2 separate regions of the Gossypium arboreum genome follow, and region 2 is linked to region 1. Evidence: chromatin contacts called from public Hi-C data. All regions are on one chromosome and are shown on one strand. The core of a region is the stretch at or near the end of the contact, and the rest is flanking DNA. Distances in the headings are between cores, read along the strand shown.

The links. Hi-C and Micro-C count contacts between places; a contact is called where the count stands out from the background.
Region 2: a contact with region 1 is called in a Hi-C map of leaf, with 5 times the contacts expected there. The contact joins the promoter of LOC108487475 here to the promoter of LOC108489393 in region 1. A contact is called at or near these places in 2 of 5 Hi-C or Micro-C datasets (both in leaf).

The regions. Positions count from the first base shown.
Region 1 is chr10:24,436,004-24,442,758 of ASM2569848v2, forward strand. It overlaps LOC108489393 (ras-related protein RABC1-like), which reads right to left and starts at 2,379. Exons shown (of 7, transcript XM_017793925.2): 1 at 2,205-2,379; 2 at 1,748-1,996; 3 at 1,032-1,100. The coding sequence starts at 1,880.
Region 2 is chr10:24,612,833-24,619,587 of ASM2569848v2, forward strand. LOC108487475 (NAD(P)H-quinone oxidoreductase subunit O, chloroplastic) reads left to right here and starts at 3,738. Exons shown (of 6, transcript XM_017791829.2): 1 at 3,738-4,141; 2 at 4,228-4,283; 3 at 4,649-4,714; 4 at 4,821-4,862; 5 at 5,216-5,275; 6 at 6,309-6,680. The coding sequence starts at 3,880. The coding sequence ends at 6,338.

The DNA.
Region 1 (6,755 bases), core at 1,129-3,628:
CTAAAACCCTTCCAAAGAGTTGATTGTTTGGATGGAGACTGGGTCATGGCATCCTCCCTACGGCTAATGGATGTGCTATGTTCTCCCTAGGGGTGGATCCAAGTTGCCCTAGATGTAGGACAACTAAGGAGGATGTTATACATGCTCTTTGGGATTGCCCAATTTCAAGGGAGGCTTTAATCTTGTGTAATATTCATAATGATTTGCTTTGTTTGTCTTTTTACAATGCAATTGATTGGCTCGAGGCAGCAATGAGGAAGATGGACAAAAGAGCTTTCACTAGTTTTCTTATGCTTCTATGGCAACTGTCCGAAGCAAGGAACTTGTTTGTGATTCAAGGGCAGGTTTCTTCTTTGCAAGATGTGGTTTTGAGAGCTCGTTCGATCCATCATGAGTTTCGTGTGCATAAGCTTTTGTATGCGCCGTTGTTACTTTGACGTCTGACTGTGACCCGATGGTCTCCGCCTCCTGAAGATGCGGTCAAAATTAATGTTGACGTGGCATGAAATGCATAGAAAAAAGTTGCTTCTAGCGGTGCCATTGTTCCTGACCATGAGGGCATGGCGCTAGCTGATTATGCTTGTTCGATCACCAAGGCTTTTGATGGCCATTCAGCTAAGGCTATCGCTTCGGCTTGCGCTGCTTAGAAGACCCTCGAGAAGGGTTTCTCCGGAGTTATTTTCGAGTCTAATTGTGCTTTTATTATTAATAAGTTCAATAATCGGACTCTTGATTTGTCCATTTATGGCCGTATTGTTAGAGGGGCCTTAAGTATTTGCAATTCTTTCAATGCTGTTAGTTTTCCTTTTCCCATAGGTCAGCCAATCATGTTGCTCATTGCATGGCATATTGGCTGATGGATGGGATCACTGCTTTGGATTTTGGTTTGGACTACCCGGATTTCATCCACCGGTTGGTGTTGGATGATACCTTCTAATTTAATATAGTTGGCCTTTTTGGGCCTTTTTCTTTCAAAAAAAAAAAATCAAAGAAAAACCAGAAATAACACATTAGCAAACTTTAGGTATTACCTGTATCCCAAATTGCAAGCTTCAGCTTTTTATCCCCGGCATTTACATATTTCACTTTAAAATCAACACCTACACAACAAAACAAGTAGAGTTCTAAATCAGGACATAAAGATATGTAAGCAGATTAATGATTCTTATAATCAGTTTAATGTGAATGCACTGAAGGCTTTACAGAAGTAGAATAGTTTAACCAAGACCACATTGCAAGATCATCAATCCATTCTAGATTTCTGATAAAATAAAATTTTCATTCCCAATTTACAGTCTTTCTGTTCACTCATCATATTTCCTTTCTTTTTATCAAAAGACAAAACAAAACTATCCACAAAAAGACAATGCAAACCTCATTTCTCAGAATCATAAAACCAAGAATTAATTTGGCACATCCAACATTTGAGATCCAATCGAGTTAAAATTTAAGATTTGGAAACTCTATTCTTAAGCATTTGGATAATTCCTAGTGGTTAAACTGGAAAACGCAAGTAACAACAGCATCCATACATAAGTAAATTCGTACAATTTTCTCCAAAAGAAAGTTATGTTTTCAATTTTTCTTCAAAAAATTTTTTTGGTAAGCCGCCTTTTGATCTTGAAAAGAAAATCCAAAAGGGAGCGTAGATATCTTCATGTTCCAGAGATCAAGACAATGCCATTATAAATTATAAGACATAAAAAGGAATAAAAGTTGATGAGCACAGTTCAAAATGAATACTGACCAATAGTGGGAGAGAGTTCCTCAAAGGAATCGGAAGTGAAACTTAAAAGAAGACTACTCTTTCCAACTCCTGAATCTCCTATCATCAGCAACTTGAACAAGTAATCGAACTCCGCTTGATTCGACGACTCCATTTTTCAATTAATTTACCAATTGAACTATCTTTCTTTCAAATAACACCAAATTTCTACGATCGGATCTCCCAAATCCAGCCCTCTTTCTCTTTTTCACCTTATCAACGCATCTAAACCTGAAAAACAACATGGAAGCAAAATCATATGTATAGATTTGGATTTCAACGAGATAAAAGGTTGAATCTAACAATATCCTTATCATGTATCCCAAAGAATTTATTAATTGAGAAAAGAAAACTCCTTACACAGGTTTAGATCATGGTTGATCATACATATTTATAGAATTTATTTTATACATCAAAATTAAATATAATAAGAGATTACCTCTCGGAAAAGAAAAATGGTGAGAAGAAAATGAAATAATGGAGGAGAGAGCGAGACAGAATTTCTGATTAGCAGGGTTAATTGAGAAAAATAAAAAATAAAACTTTTAAACTAAAACTTAAAAAGAACTTGTAAATGCAAAAGGGCAAAGTAAGGAATTACAAGAATAGTAGCGCGCGTGGGTTTGGCTCTTTCCATTCCAACGCCAGAAAATAAAAAATTGGCAATAACCGGGTCGGGTCCTGTGAACTCGGATGATTTATGTTTTGACTTTTTGAGTAGACGAACAAATCATTGGACATCTCTGATTTCATCTTAGATTTTCATTTTGGGGCAAGTAGAGGTAGAGGTGATAATGGGTCGGGTCGGGTCAGGTTCGGGTCGGACTCATACAAATTTTTAGGCCCGTATACTAGGCTCGGGCCCGGTTTGGCCCGAAATATGGGCCTAAAATTTTGCCCAAGTCCGGCCTGAAATAAAATTATTAAGCTCGAGCTCTGCCCGCCAAGCTTATATTAAATTTTTTATTTGAAATAAAAAATTTAAAAATATAATAAATCAAATATATTTAAAAACATAAAACAAATATTAAAACAAATAAAAATAATACTAAAACAATTCTTAAAACAATACACAAATTAATAATATAATAAAAATAGTTATATTAAAAATTTAAAATAATTAAAATAAAATAAAATATATATATTAATATATAATTGGTAGGGCCGGCCAGCCCATCAAAAACTCTTACTCGAGGCCGGGCCGCTTTCTAAGCAGCCTCGTTTTTTGCCCAAGCCCATTTTTCGAGCCTATATTTTACCCAAACCTCCTGTTTTTGGGAGGCCTTGGCCGGGCCGGCCTCCCACCCATGATCACTCTAAGTAGAGGTGAGCATGGTTGGAGTCAGGTCGAGTAAGGTTAGAGTTAGGTCAATTAAAAATTTAGGGTTTAAAATTTTGTTTAAGTTTAAACTAAATAAAATGTTAAAATTCGAGCCCGACTCAATCGGACTCTCCCATATTAAATTTTATATTATTTTTATATAATTTTAAATATATAATATATCAAAAAACTAAAAATATCAAAATAAATATTTTTAACAAATTAAAATAAATTTTAAAAATATGTATATTTAAATAAGACTAAGATAGATGCAACTTAACAAGAAAATGTCTCTAAAATAATAACAAAATTAACAAATGTCTTTAAGGTAGCAAAATAGAGAGAAAACAACAAGAAAATAATATTTAAAAAAAGTAAATTTTTTTGTCTTTTAGTGGATTCGGGCCGGGCTCGGGCCAAAAATGCCTTACTTGAGGCCAGACCCATTTTTTAAACGAGTCTTATTTTTTTTGTCCAAGCCCTTTTTAAAGCCTATATTTTTGTCCAAAACCTCTTACATTTCGACCGGGCTTGATCAGGTCTAGGGGCAAGTAGCAATTTCTATTTATACAATAAGCAATTAAACAAAGTAACACCTCAACTAGAGAATGTACTAAAAACCAAATTTGAATCAATTAATAAATATGATTATAGGCATTTTATATTTTCAAATTATTCATTTTATTATTTTTGAAAATTATTTTAAATGTACATCGATATTTTAAATATATTATTTTTTCACACATAAGTGTGATACAATTGTTAATAGCTATTAGACATAACAAACTAAGGAAAAATAACAAAATTTAAACCAAGTGTTGAGTACAACGTTAAAATGATATTATCAACATTAACTTAATAGATATTTTAAAATCTCGTTACAATTAGGGATGACAAAAGTTGAACCTTTCAATAGATTCTAAATTGATTTGCTCTAATGAAATAAGCCTCTATTTATAATTGAGTTCCTCTTACATCAGTAGTACAGATTGAGTTACATCAATGGCTCTAATTTGAACATATTTATATGATAGAGTTTTAAGAAAATTTAAACTCTCTATTTTCTATATAGCTTGTAATTTAAATTAACCTAGTAACTACAATTTGTTAGAGAGTTTTCTAGGTGGTCAAGCTTCTAGTAAATGGGTTTTCTAGAATGTTTCAAGAAGTGGATCATCCTAGTAGGTTAAGTAGACCTATTTAACTTAAATGATCACCTTGGTCGTAGACATTTATTCATGGGTCATGACATTTTCCCCACCTGTTCTAGAGATACCAACACCACGTCTTCAAAAATTAGTCTATTTTATCTTGAAACTACAATAATGTTTTAAACGATTCTTGACTAACCTCACTATCGGGTAGTATTTTAACCTATAATTCTATCACCATTCAATTTGATCTTTCATGCCTAATTGTAAATATCGATCCTAAGAGGCCTTCACTTCTAATCACTCTCATTATAACTTACCTTGGTCTGAGTCCTCCTGATCCTTACAAAAAAGTTTGGGCATACTTACGTTAAACATTGATGAATCTTGAGTGTTGATGACAACTCTTATTTGTAGGCCACTTTGCCTACTCATCTTGAAACTTTGAAAGGACTCTTATGTCTCTACCAAGCCATAGTAAACATCCAACAATTTTGACAAATCACATTGTATAAAACTAGAATAATGTTTAATATGTACCTCCCTCAATGTATTTACTCTATTTTGACTACCCATATTGATAGATACTTTTCTACTCACAAAGTTTGCTGCATGATCCACCTTTTCATAGGTGATAGTTCCACTAGTAACTCAATAGGCTTTATATCTATAAAGGATTGTTGCCCCTCTAGCACAAATACATTGTATTTTGATATGAAAATTTAAGCTCATTTCATACTTAAAGAGCTTGTTTATGGGGTGATCTTTCGAGTCTTTTATTGCTTTTTCACATTCAGGTTAGCATTTATGTTAATTGTAATTTTTTTTAGTTATTTTTAAATAAAAACATCAATTATATGTCCAATTGAGCTTAATGTGTCCAATTATTTTTCTTTTCATTTTTTTACTAGAATTTTATTTTTATAGGGTAAATTTTATTTCTTTATTGTTAAAGACTATGTGGATGGTTATCAATCGTGCTTAAATGTTCAATTGGATTGATCTCCATAAATAAGCATTTTTAACTCTTGTTCTTTTTAATTGCCTTTTCCATGTTTGTTAAAATGGTTGTGTGGGTTTTGATCATAATGATGTATTAGATTGTATTGATTTTTTATGGTGATATTAATTATTAATTTAGATTAATATTCATAAGTTTGGTTTATTGGTTGTTTAATTATATTAAAATGTTTAATACGCTAGAATTGACGCTTCTAATGGAAAATTTAGATAAATGAGATCGAGAGGAGAGTTTATCGAGTAAGAAATTAATATGATTGTGTTGAATAGTGAAACCAAGAGGAGAACTACATGTCTAGGTGAGATCGAGAGGAGATTCTAGGTGGTAATTTCTAATTAGAATGAGATCGAGAGGAGATTTCTCGTTAGGAGTGGCAATTGGTAAAACCAAGTCATGTTTATTTGATAGTTAATAATAAGCCCATCGACCATCTCCTTGTTTGTTTGCATAGTTGTAAGAAAAGAAATAAGTAAATTAGGATAGTTAGCTTAATTGATAATCTAGAATTAGTTTTGAAAAAAATTCACATTTTGATTGCACTAATAATTTATGAATCGATTAGATTAGTAATTGCTTAGCTGTAAATTAACTTGACAATCACATGTACTTATCTGACAATCCCTTGGGTACAATCCTCAAAATACTTTCATATTTTGTTGTAATAAAAACTATATTAGTATTTGATCTATACACTTGCAATTAAACCACACTTTATTTTATATCTATATTTTTTCATATTTCAGTACATGTAAAATGGTGGTCAAGTTATTCATGTTGTTGCTAGGGACTATAACGATTTGAATGTGTTAGTGAAGTTAGTTGTTTGTAAGGCAATATTGATTGAAAGACAAGGAGATTAGATAGTGCCTTTGTTTTTTTTCTTGTTTTGTTTATTCTTTTTTTTTTTAATTTTTTTCTTGTTTACCTTGTTGATATTCTAATTTAATCATGTCTAATAATAATTATAAATGGTCGAGTGATCTATTTAGGATATAATGATAGGTCGAATTCTATAAACGAAGATTCAACAAGCTGTGGAGTTATGATGGTGAATCTGGAGGACAAGGGTTTTCATACGAGCATTCTTATGGTTCGTATGTATATACGAATGAGACGGGTAGCTACAATCATGAGTGGTCAGTTAGTTATCTGACATATGATACGTATCATCCATTTTACTATCCAAAAAGTAATATAGAGAGTAATAAGTATATCGAGGACCCGTCCCTTGCCGCACAAGTTGGTATATTAGATGATGAGATTTCTTCGTTCCAAGCTACCATGTCCTTCATGTCCAATACATTGGAGCAATTGTTGGAAGTCATCCAATAATGATTTAAGGTATATGCTCCGGTATAGGAAGAAGTCGAGCATGATGTTCCTGAACTCAATAAGGAAGGCCATTCTATAGTTATTAAACATGAAGAGTTGAACATGAGTGTTCAACAAGAGTTGAATACTGTGATGAGTTTGTGAAAAAAAAAAGGTGTCTTCACT
Region 2 (6,755 bases), core at 2,488-4,987, 180 kb after region 1:
GCTGTAATAATTTCAATTAATACGCTCGTAAAATCTCAACAATGAGGTATGTGTTGTACATGCATTGGATTAATTGATTCCTCTTAAATAGCATTCGTCGATCGATTAAGGAGCTTAGGTTTTGGTTAAGTTGATCCCTTATGTATGAATATAAGGGTTGGAAATGTGAAGTAGGACTGATTTTTGAGAATATATGTGTATATGAAATTATCCGTTTAGTTATATGAATGCTATACTTCAGTTGAGCCTAATTCCATTGCTCAAAACTTACTAAGCATTAAATGCTTACTCCGTTTCTTTGAATCTCTGTTTTATAGATTTTGGTTCGTCAGCTATCGGACTCGGGATTATTGAAGTTGAAGTCTCCCACACTATCAAACCCCCTTTTGGTACATTTTTGGTTGAACTTTGAAATGGCATGTGTAGGACTACCCTTTTTGTTGTGGGTCATGTACCCTTTGGTTTTGTATAAATTTGAATAGCCATGCGAAAATGGCTTATATACACTTTGAGCTTAATTTTATAATCATCTTGTATGATGTTCATTAAGAGGTATGGAAATGTTTGGGAACGATTAGCCATTGGAATGGTTAATCATGATCATATTTTGTGCTATTTATGCAAAAGGGCTAGTTGAATCATGGAAACTATGTAATAGGTAAAGTCTACCTTAAAAATAGATGCTAATAGCAGCAGTAACGTGAATGTGAAAAATCACTAAAAATAGTAGGAATGGAATTAAATAGTGAATAAATTATGTAATCGAACCTTGATGAATCTATTTTCATAGGAAAGTAACGAAACGATCATATGAACAGTATGTTAAGAGATATTTAAGTTTTCGTGAGACAGGGCCAGAACGGTTTCTGGATTCCCTATTCCGACTTTGGAAATTCATTATAAATTAACCAGAGATAATTATAAGTCAGGCGATATATGTATAGATTCCTTTTTGAGTCTAGTTTCTATAGAAACAAACAGAATCAGTATTGAAGCCCTGTACAGGGAGATATCCAAGTCTTAGTGCGTGAAGGTCAGAGTAGTTGAACCCTGAAATAGGGGAGACTTTAACTAATAAACTGTACTAATTGGCTCAACCAAAAATTCTAGAAAAAAATTTTTAGATGAACATATGAGTCTAGTTTCAGAAAAAATTTACGGAACTGGTTTTCGAGTTTTGAAACTCAAGATATGATTTTTAAGGCGACAGTGACACAGTAACCAACTTGTCTGGAAAATTTTAAAATGGACTGTGCAAATAAGTGGATTAAGCCCGTTAACCCCTCGTGTCCGACTCCGGCAACGGTCTCGGGTACGGGGTGTTACAGCGGTGGTAGAACAAAAAGAAGAAGAAAAGATGAGGATAAGTGATAAAATGGTGGTGTTTAGGTTGAATGGTGGTGGCTAACAGTGGAGGAAAGGAGGCCAAAATCAAAATAATGGTGGTCCAAGATGGTGCAAAAGGAGATGGGGAGAGAAAAGAGATGAGCAAAAGAGGGGAATGGTAGTGAAAAGGAAAGTAATGAAAAGATGGAATAAAAGGGTGTTATTCATCTTGTCTAGGTTCAATGAACATCACATAAGGTAATGGTGAAGAGAATAGTATGTTGAGGGGACAAAAGAGCAAAAAGAGGATCATGAGAGTGAAAACGGGGCTTAATAAGGGAAGGTTGACTCACACACAAGAAAAGAATCTTTCCCCATGCATGGTAACTAGGTTGGACGGTAAGGAGTGTTCACACTAGCTAAAGTTGTCAAAAAAAATAAAAATTTGTGTGTATGAGGAGTTAAACATGGAACCTTTAGGAAATTATCTAAACACTTAACAACTTTACCACATTACTCCTTGTGATCATTTTAATAGAAAATATTTAAAAACATAGGATGACCTTTGCTAAGGGTTTAAAACAAATTTGCACAAAATAGAAATTAACGAGAGGGAAGAGATTCGAACTCAGATAATCAAAGATAGCTCCATCACTACTCAATCACTATAATTGATATTTATTATCAAATATGCTAAGGTCATCTAAAAGAAATTGGGCGTGACCTTTCTCGGTTCATTGACCTAATTTCTATTAACCCGATTTTTGAAATATGACATTCGATGTTTGATTGCCATGCACCTTATTGCTTAAGTTAGTTCAAGGGACATCTTGTGTATGCTTTGTGTGTTTGCTTAAGGACAAGTAAAGACTTAAGTTTGGGGGAGTTTGATACGTCGTATTTCAATATGATAAATTAAGCTCTTTTCATACTTAAAGAGCTTGTTTTTGGGTGATGTTTCGAGTCCTTTATCTCTTTTTCACATTTAGATTAGAATTTACGTTAATTACACTTTTTAGTGGTTTTTATGTTATTTGCAATAAAAAACATCAATTATATGTCCAGTTGAGCTTAATATGTGGCTAAGGCATTTTCAGGGACTTAACTGAGGAACAAGCGAAGGAATCAATCATGTAGCTTCGGTATTGAAACCTTGGGATATTGATGTCACAACCTGGAATCCTTTGACTCTAAATGCTGCAGCATCATTCTCTGATGTCGTGACATCGGGCTTTCCACCATGCCAATGAAGTAATCTCGAAAAGCCTCGGTGTCGTAACAACAGACTTGTATAGACGCGACACCAAGGTCTTTGACTTGCGACAACAAGCATGTGGTGTCGTGACATGTACCCTAAAGATGGACCAATAAGATCAAGCTAAGTCGCAACATTGGACCTATGATGTCACAACTTAGAGCCCCTTGAGTAGCAATGATGCGATCTCACTCTTTCTTTGATCATCCTTTATCAAGAGTTTTTTTTATTCTTTGGTTCAAGAGCTCAAAAAGCAAGAATGAGACTTTTAGGCAATGATTGTGAGCGCGATGGACATGGGTTCGAAATTGAGTCACCTTTGATGCAAACATGATACTTTTAATAGGGAATAACGTTGTTTCTTTTCTTTTTGGAGCTTTTTTTTTTTTACTATTGGGCTGTAATGTTATAAAGAGTTGGTGCATCTGTTGACCTTTCTCAATGTGAGAACAAGCCATATAATTGTCAATGTGTTGGGTGAGTTCAAGTTCCCGAGATCTATATGATCAAAAGTTTGACATAGATTATGGCTTTAAGTGTGGCATTGGCTTCTTAATTGATTCTTATGGTTTTAAACTCTATAAACTAGAAAATGTTAAGATCATGCTTGTATCATCGTCATATTAAGCTTGTGCTTTTGTTTTTCTTGCCTTTTCTCTTTAGTTTGACTATTGATTAAATTGTCCTTTTTAGCTTAGTTTCTTATAACTTGTTTGAGATGTTTGATTTTTTTATTTCTAATTGTATTGTTAGTCTTGAATGAATGAATATTCACTCGTCGGTAGAAAAAAATGAAATTAGGTTAGGAAATACCATCCAAATTATAAATGAATTTAAAATTGATCCAAATGCAACCTCATCCCGTTAATTCTTAAGAAATAGGAGGAAAAAAAAAGGAAAAAGACTAACCAAATTAAAATGAATTAAAATTGATAACATTGTTAAAGAAAGATGAAATTAATCTAAAAAATATCAAAATCATAGCTACAAAATAAAACACATTCTACTCTTAAAAAGAAAATTAAATTTGGAGCGAAAACTGTTGAAAGTGAAGGTAATAAATTTCAAAAAGAAAAATAATCTTTAAGCAACGTAATAATATGATTAATTTAAAATTGATCAAAAATGCATCCTCACCCACTAGAATGTACGGAAACAAACAGTTTTTTTTGTCTTGAAAATCTGGCCGTTAGAAACAAGAATAAGAAGAAAAAAAGATCATCATCTCTTATCTATATATCTGTAGAGCACTTAAAAAGAGGTCAGTAAAGCTTCACTTCAAAGGAGTGGTAGTTTCCATGGCGTTTTCTTCTTCTGCTCTCTCTCACGCCTCTTCTTCATGCCTCTCTTCCTTCCCACATGCCTTCACAACCAGAAAAACCCATCTTCGCTTCCCATCATTTTTACTCATAAAAGCTTCTTCTGAACCTGACAAAGGAAACCCCACTGCTACACAGACCAAAAACGCTGAAGGCTCTAGCAATGCTCAACCTCAACCTCAACCTCAAGCCACTCCCGCCGCCGCCGCTAAGCCACCTCCCAAAAAGCCTGTTTATTCCAGTGAGTTTTCTCTGAAATACTTCCCTCAATTATTGGTTTAAGTTGCTTGGGTTTGAAATGATGGAAGTGGGTTTGGTTTTGGGCAGTGAAGAAAGGCCAGATTGTTAGGGTGGATAAAGACAAGTATCTCAACAGTATTAATGTAAGTGAAACATGAATTGATTTATGCTATATTGGTTATCTTCTTCTTGTTACATAGTTTGCTGAAAGTGCAAGAAATTGGATAAATGACACATAATCCCTTGTTTCCACAATGCTTGTTCCCTTGTTGATACAAACTCTTTAGAGAAGGGATCTTCCGGAGGGATAAAATTTTGCTTTGGATTAGACAATTTTTCTTTATGTACAGAGAAGAAAAAGAAAGGGGATTATAAGAGATTATCAAACATTTTTTTTTCTTTTGTTTTAGAAAAACAAACTTATGTAAGCTTTTTGCTGCTTGAACTTGTATTGGATTTCCCTTGGCATAAAATTACAGGGATAGTGACAGTTTTGGTTTTGTTTTAGTATCTATCTGTAGGGCATCCCCCCTATTACAAAGGCTTGGACTACATATACGAAGACCGTGGTGAGGTGCTACTATCGAGCCATTGAGTATCAAAGCTTTCTCCCCTTTTTGTTTTGTTTAGGACATCTTTGAAGGACATTAAATCTTTTGCTATCTGCTTGATGATATCAGGTTCTGGATGTACGCATTTTTGAGACAGGAGAACATGCACTTGTGAGAAATTTTCACTGCAGCCTTTGCCTTAGTATTTTGGTTCACTTTCATTTGTTAGACTATGATGATTACAGAAAACTAGAGCTTCTTCTCTACCACAAATCATGCTAATTCAGTTCTCTTATCAGAAAATTTTCATTCTTAAGCTTAAGCTAATGTGACATAATGATGAACTAAAATTTTGAGAACTTTATGTCAATATGTTATACAAATGCTAGTTAAAAGAATAATAGTTTTTGCCACTGCTGATAATTGTGCTCTGTGCAATCCCATTTTGCCGGATGCTGATCCATTCTTAAGTTAGACGTTAGAGCATTCGAGGCTCAATCTAGCTAAGCATGACCTTTTTTCAGGTTGCATGGGTCGGCATCCCAACTGCACCAGCTTGGCTTCCCACGGACATGCTTATCAAGGTACTGTTAATAGATTGTTTCATTGGCCACTTGAGTCGATTTGGCAAATTACCCTTTTGTTAGTTTTGTACTGCTATATACTAAATGAACCAAAATCATTCAGGTTATTAGTTTGGCTAAGTAGTTTAACTTATTTCAAATCTTAAAATGTAAGTTTTTTACTACTTTATGCATCATTCACTGTAGGGGCGAAGCCAGAAAATTTTTAGGGGCGGGGGAATTAAATTGTAATTTTTAATAGCTTATTTTTTTATAATTTTTAAAGGATTAAATCAAAATTTTATCATTTTTAGGGGGCAAAGTGCAATTTTACCTTCACTAATTTAAAATTTTAAAATTTCTAAAGGGCCTAAATGGATAATTTTCCATTTTAGGGGGCTGGATAGGCCACTGATTCACTGCAAAACTAAGCTACCACAATGCATTCAAAGTACTTGTTTACTAATAAAGTTTCAAAATTATAGACCAATCCTTGTTCAATAAGCCTGATATGCCTGCCAATAGTCAAGAATGCTTGTGACCTTAGCTAAGTTACTGGATGATCAATCAACTTAGCAATCAGACACTGTTAATGCTTTTGATTATCACGCATAACTAGCCTGCTCTAGTAAAATGATTATTGACACACACATATATACTTATGTACGTATATATGTGTACTTATAGAGAAGGCAAAACTTGAACTATATGATTGATTTCAAAAGTGAGTCACTCTAATGAAGAGTTTTTCTTTTTCTTCTTGCTGAAAAGTGGAGGTGGGATGGGTGTATTTTTTTTTTTTTTTTTTTTGGAAGGTGGGATGAACCAGTTAAGGTGATTGCCTGATTCGCTCCACCTAGCCCCTGCTTATATATGTATACATGTATATATTTCAATACATGTATATATAAGCAGGGTGTGGCCAGGGCAAAGTATGGCAGTGTGGCAATGGATTTTGTAATATTTGCTCTCGCGCTGTTCCATTGCTATATAGAAATTGGAAGCATTTATGCTGTAGTAATTGTAGTTCCTGGTTCCCGTTCTTTGTTTGCAGTCTGAGAAGCTCCAATATGAGAGATTGTGAAGCAGTTTTCGGAAATGGAGTCCCGCACATTTGAGTGTGATGACCATTGATTCTCCATTTCCATGGTGTTACATTGTTCTAATTACTCACCATGAGTTGCATATATTGTATAAAAGCAAGAAACCGAGTTTTTCAATATAATATGTTTATGTCATTCATTCATTACTAAAAGGAACTGTAAAAACGAAATCCACCTTAGCATTTTTAGCATGTAAGATCTGATTTCAATGTGTACCATGAAAGGCTTCAAGATTTATTACTATCCAAGCGGATACTTAGAAGCCAGGAGACTGGTCAGCTTGGTCTCTTTTATGATCTGCTTTAAAGTTACATTTAAATTAATACTTTGTGTTGAATGTTATGTAGTAATAAATATAAACATATTAAAATATAACATATCCATATTTTATATTATTA